Linked DNA regions of Neogale vison: region 1 is linked to region 2. The links are chromatin contacts, called in public Hi-C maps. All regions are on one chromosome and are shown on one strand. Each heading gives the region's core, a stretch centred on a gene start, on an enhancer-like site or on the middle of the called end of the contact. The rest is flanking DNA. Distances are from core to core; before and after follow the strand shown. Region 1 holds the start of ARMC6 (armadillo repeat-containing protein 6). Region 2 holds the start of TMEM161A (transmembrane protein 161A).

Region 1 (2,859 bases), core at 96-2,595, 2.2 Mb after region 2:
AACCTGCCAGAGATCACACAGCAGTAAGAGGCCTGGCCATCATGCCGCCTTGCTTCATTAACGCCTTCCCTCCACCTGGGTTCTCTGCAGAGTGTCTGCTAGCTCTTCCAGGATTCCTCCTCCTGGGTGCCTTCCCTGACCACTTAGAACCTATAAGTGCTTTCTGGCCTTGGCTCCCCTATCCCATGAACCTTCCTCTGCCCAGTCCTGTGCTTGGGAGATCAGTGTCTGGCTCTGGGATCCCCCTCTATGGCAAGTCCTACAGGGGTCCCCTAGGTTAGGCACGAGGCTAGGTGGCAGAATGAAAGTACGTATCTGGAGTTCATGAGAAAGATGATGCCTAGGAATGGTCGTCTGGGAGCCACCTGGGAACAGTCCAGGTTAGGAAAGGGGGAAAAACAGCATTACCAGTCCCCATGATAGAAGCAAGGTGTCCTGGAGGAAAGAAAGGGAGTTAGCAAGACCTCAAATGACAGCCGGTTTTCCTTTCTAAGCCAGGGTTCCACTCACTGAGAAAACGGTGCCCTGACATAGCAGGGACTCTATCATCTTCCTCCACCCGACAAAACCACCCTGGTTCAGGCACAGTCCTAAGGGTAGTCTCACCAGGTTCCTCCCTCCCACACTCTGTACCTCTATTCTCCATTCAGCAGGCAGGGAGAAACTTGCAATCACAGAGACCTCACTGCTCAAAATCCTGCACTGGCGTCCCAACCCTCTCAACAAAATCCAATCTACTTACCAGAACTTTCTCTACATGGACCTTACCTAGGTCTCTTACCTAGACCTTCTCACCTGCGCATCCCAGCCAGCCAAGGGACGGCTCTTAATAACCACTGTGGTTAAAGCTGCCCCACCCTCCTATCGCATCATCCTTTTTGAGTACTGTATCTACCTGGAACGACATGTCCATTTATCTTATTTCCTTTTACTGTCTAGCCTCCCCCCCAATTAAAATTTAACCTCCAGGACAACTGGGGCTCAGTTAACTTTGTTCACCTTCCCCCTCTGCCCAGGATGGAGTCATACACGCAGCAGTCACTCAGTACATAGGTTATGAATGAATGAATAATGAAAAGAAATGAATAAACAAATGAATGAAAAGAAAGAGGAGGCCAGGGAAACGGATTTTGTTCCGTGGCGGCTTCTGTAAGTCATTCCCCAAAATCAAGTCCCCGAGGGCGGCGCCACAGTCACCTGTCCGACCCCGCGGTGCCCACTCCCCTCCCCGCGCGAGGGAACTCCGCAGCCCCGGCTTCTCACCCGGTTTTCACAGCCACGTGGGGAAAGGGTGGGGCTCCCGACTGTCACCGGCAGAACCACCTCTGGTCCCTTCCGGCCACCGTACGGGCGCAGCCGCGCTGGCGCCAACTCGCCTCGGCCTCCCGCAGCTCCACGGACCGCTCCCGGAGAGCTCAAGAGTGACCGCGAGCGCAGGTAAAAGCCGAAAGAGCCAACAGGTGTGCAGCGGCGGCGTCTTTGGCACGTTTTCCCGGCCGCTTTCCGTTGCCGCCGCTCTCAACAAATTAATCTTTCGCCTCGGGAGCGTCTGCCCTGAGAAGCGAGCAACGCGCCTGCGCAAGAGAACTTGGCGGCGGCCGCCTGCGCCTGCGCATCAGGGCTCGGCGGCAGCTTGCGCCTGCGCGGCGCGGCGCTGCGGAGACCGTTGGCTCATTTGCATGTCCCCGCCTCGCGCGGCGGCGGCGGCGGCGGCGGCGGCGGGTGAGGAACCTGAGGCGGCGGCGGGGGCGGCTCCGCGCGCGGTGGGTTCGGGGTGAGGCCTGGGCCCGGGCGTCGTCGGTGGGCGGGCCCCCGGGTGGGAGGCCCGGGTTCCGCTCCGGGGCCCCGGGGCCCCGCGATGACGCCGCGAGCTCGGCCCTCGGGCTGCGCGCCGGTCGCGTCCCCGCCTGCTCGGCCTGGGGGGCGGTCTTCGGCCTCCCGGGCCCGACGCCCCCTTGTCTTCGTTCTCGGAGGCCGGTAGGAGGCGGGCCACGCCCGAAAGGGTTCATTCGTTCATTCATTCCACCCGAGCCCAGAGCAGTTCGGTTCGTACGGGGATTACTGCAGCCGACCGCTGTATCGGGCTCTTGACCATTTTTCACCCGGTTCAATCCCCACAACAGCCCCCACCATTAGCTGCCCATTACATGGATGGGGAAACGGAGGCGCAAAAAGGTTCGGTCACTTGATTTGATCCGGAGCCGCCTGACTGGGAGACCCTATCCTTCGACAGCAGAGAACAAGGGGCGCCCCAGGAAAAGGGTTTAGGGATGAGAAAAGGGGATGATGGTTATAAGAAATGGCTCGAAGGAAGGGCAGGTTTGGGTCTTGAGGTTGGAGGTTTCAAGATGGAAGGGGTGTTTTGGTTAAGGATGCAGCCACCGGGTTCCTGAGCGTTGCTTCTCAAGTCTTTTTCCAGTCAGTCTTCAGGGCTTTGTCCCCAGTACCAGTGCCCTGTTTTCCAGGTTCCGGTCTGGGCTCTCTGACCTTGGGTGGGTCACTTAGCCTGAGTCTTTCTCTTTTTCTGTATACTGTCATTCATAACAGGATCCGCTTTTCACTGGGTTGTTGGAAAAACTAAAGGAGATCGTGAGAGTCCCTTTCCTCCGAGAGGACCTGGTACAGAGCAAGCTCTGTCACTAGCCAGGGATTCCTCCACTCACTTGTTGAGAGGCAGTTCTCAGAGGGCCGGGCAGTTCTCAGAGCCTCTTCGCATGTCTGTGATACAAGAGAATAGAAATGGGAAAGATCCCATCTTTCCTAACCACCATTTGCAAGGGTTATGCTCCACCCCCCACTTACATTCATTTGTGTGTGTTGCTTTACTGCAGTTCTCCACTTAGCCCCAACAGGTAGGGA
Region 2 (3,088 bases), core at 475-2,974:
ACCCTTCCGAAATCCCAGCTTCCTTGAATCCCTCGTGGATTCATAGATTGGCTCACAGAACCGTGTTGGTCCAGGGAAATCCCAGTGCCCCTCACCAAAGCTATCACCCATCTTCTCTCCATAGGACACTCTCTGAGTTCACAGGACCAAAACTACAGTGAATCCCCTGCAAACAGACATCCACATGTGCTCATAAACAAAGACAAAAACGCCCACAGAGGGGCGCTTGGGTGGCTCAGTGGGTTAAAGCCTCTGCTTTCAGCTCAGGTCATGATCCCAGGGTCCTGGGATTGAGCCCAGCATCAGGCTCTCTGCTCAACGGGGAGCCTGCTTCCCACTCTCCCTCTGCCTACTTGTGATCTCTGCCTGTCAAAAAAAAAAAAATCTAAAAAACCAATAACACCCACAGAGACAAGGCAATCAACTATATAGGCCCCTCTCACAGGCCCCATAAAAATCCTCAGACATCTAGGGTGCCTGGGTGACTCAGTTAAGTGACTGCCTTTGGCTCAGGTCATGATCCTAGGATCCTGGGGTTGAGCCCCCACATTGGGCTCCCTGCTCAGCGGGGAGTCTGCTTGTTTCTCTCCCTCTGCCCCTCCCCCCAGTTCAAGCTCTCTCTCTCACTTGCTCTCCCTCTCTCTCTCAAAAAAAATAAAATAAAATAAAATAAAATAAAGGAGGGGCATCTGGGTGGCTCAATGGGTTAAGCCTCTGCCTTCGACTCAGGTCATGATCTCAGGGTCCTGGGATCAAGCCCTGCATTGGTCTTGCTGCTCAGTGGCGAGCGTGCTTCCCCCTCTCTCTCTGCCTGCTGCTCTACCTACTTGTGATCTCTCTATCTTTGTCAAATAAAATCTTTTAAAAAAAACTTTTAAAAAGTTAAAAAAAGAAAAACAGCTCAGACATCTCATCATACCCACATATATGTCCACACTCAAGTAGACACACTTATCCATAAAAACTTAAGTACCTATGCTAGAAGCCCTTTCCTCCAAGCCTCAAAACACAATATATTGGATTCTAGAGACTGACTTTTTTTTTGTCCTTGATCTAGCCATGCCTGAAGCTCACTATGCTTTTAGAGTTCTTTGTCACAAAATTTTCCCTTTTTTTGCTGGAGCCCATTTGAGTTGGGGTGTGTGTGTGTGTGTGTGCGTGTGTGTGTGTGTGTTCATTCAGAGTCCTGACTTATAGAAATGAATAAGGCTTTGCTAAATGAGAAAGATTGAGAAAGGAGGTATTCTAAGATGAAAGATAGCATTTGCAGATAGCATGGCCAGTGGCAAGCTGTATTCTAGTGTATACAATATGCTGGCGGCCGACTGAAATCAGGCAGAGACTTTACTATGAGACTATGAGCACTTGGGAGTCCAGTCAGTGGGAGCCAGCAAATGCTCTTGATCAGGGGAGTTCACACAGTTCCACACTCAGAACTCTCCAGCGGGAGAGTGAATTTGTCTCAGACCTGCGAGGTGGGTGCAGAGGCTCGGAGACTAAATCTCAAGAGAGGGCAGCCACACAGGGTACCAGAGAGTCCTGACTCCACGGGTGCCTGATCTTGCCCTGGGTCTTCGAACTACAATTTCCAGCATGCAACGCGAGCGACCTCGTGTCCCTCGTGGTTTGCTCCAGCTACAGCCTGACAATTGGTCCTACGGGCTGTTTGTCAGAAAGGTCGGGCTCTGATTGGCTGGATTCCCGAGAGCCGCCCGGAGCTTCAGGTCAGCGGACCGCGCTCCCGCCGGCGACATGGTGAGCCGGCAGCCAGCGGCATGGTGTGGGTGGGTGGGGGGCTTGACTGAGGGGCAGGAGATCCAGCTGAGGGGGTCCAGGGAAACACCGAGGGGACTGGGATCCCTTTGTGGGGATTGGGAACTCTGAGGGACTCTGGGTCGCGCTGAGGGCCATGTGCCCCTCTCTGGGTTCAGTCTCCCTGCAGGACCTATGTGGGGGTTGGGGATTCTGCCTAAAGAATTGGAGGCTTCCAAGCGTTCGGGAATTTTGCAAGATCTCTGAGGGCCCTCTAGGGGCCTGAGGTCCTGCCGAGGGATCACAACCCCGCGAAGGGGACTGGGGAACGCACAGATCCTCGCTGGGGAATTTGGGGGTCCCGTTGGAGCCCAGGCTGGCGACATGGGTCCTGCGGAAGCATGAGGGCAGCTGCGTGGATTTAGGTGTGTGGAAGGGCCAGGGAGAGCCCTGAGAGGAGAAGCCAAGCCAAGGGGATCTGGGTGGCTTTGGGGCGGGCGAGGGTCCCAGAATCGGAGACAGCACAGTCGGAAGCTTCAGGTCTCACGCAGTCCTGGGTCCAACCTATTGAGTTTATTCTTCAGACTTAGCCTGGCCACTGTGGGTGGGTCGGGCTGATGCGGGGCGAGAGCGGGAACTCCCAAACCCTAAATGTTCGACCTGGGCAGAGGAGGGGCCCCTGAGGACGACCGGACCCTGCGTGGAGGATTCCCCAAGGAGGGGCGTTGGAAGTGCGCTTGAACCTGAAAAGTGGACATGGTTCCAGGCCTGGGTGCGGGAAGGAATGGGAGATAATCGGAAGGGTTCTCGAGAACAGGATGGAGGAAAGCCTTATTGGTGTTAGCAGGTAGCAGGAGTCTCCTATTCTCAGATTGTAGGTCCAGGGAAAGACTGAGCAGGAAAGGGACGTGAGCTGATGGGAGGCTCCAGGTATCTTTGGAAATCTGCAGAGGCGGGACAAGACCTGAGGCTGCTGGGGGGCGGGGCTTGAAATATATCCCTGGACAGACCTCAGGAGCTTCAGGTGAAGGGAAGCTTGTCTTCCTTCCCTTCTTCCCTTCCTCCCTGCTTCTCCTAAGTCTTCTCTCCCTCCTGCCTGTCCCAGGTGCTGGGACGGAAGCTTGAACAATGGTCTCCTCCCTGGGAGGTGTCAGAGCGTGATAGGTATCTGCAGTGGAGAGGCCAGGGGTCTGGGAGGGCCTCTGAGACCCCAGTGAATTGACGCAGAGAGGGCTACGGAGAAAGCCGGCCAGTGAGAGGCAGGGTGTCTTGAGTTGGGCCCGCCAAGAGTTGCAGGCTGCAAAAAGGATTTGGATGTTGACTGACCTCACCACTC

The links. Hi-C and Micro-C count contacts between places; a contact is called where the count stands out from the background.
Region 1: a contact with region 2 is called in a Hi-C map of tongue, with 11 times the contacts expected there. The contact joins the promoter of ARMC6 here to the promoter of TMEM161A in region 2. A contact is called at or near these places in 2 of 3 Hi-C or Micro-C datasets (muscle and tongue).

The regions. Positions count from the first base shown.
Region 1 is chr6:212,078,346-212,081,204 of ASM_NN_V1, forward strand. It overlaps ARMC6 (armadillo repeat-containing protein 6), which reads right to left and starts at 1,346. Exons shown (of 8, transcript XM_044253852.1): 1 at 1,264-1,346. It overlaps SUGP2 (SURP and G-patch domain-containing protein 2), which reads left to right and starts at 1,363. Exons shown (of 10, transcript XM_044253847.1): 1 at 1,363-1,437.
Region 2 is chr6:209,843,343-209,846,430 of ASM_NN_V1, forward strand. TMEM161A (transmembrane protein 161A) reads left to right here and starts at 1,725. Exons shown (of 11, transcript XM_044253801.1): 1 at 1,725-1,755. The coding sequence starts at 1,753.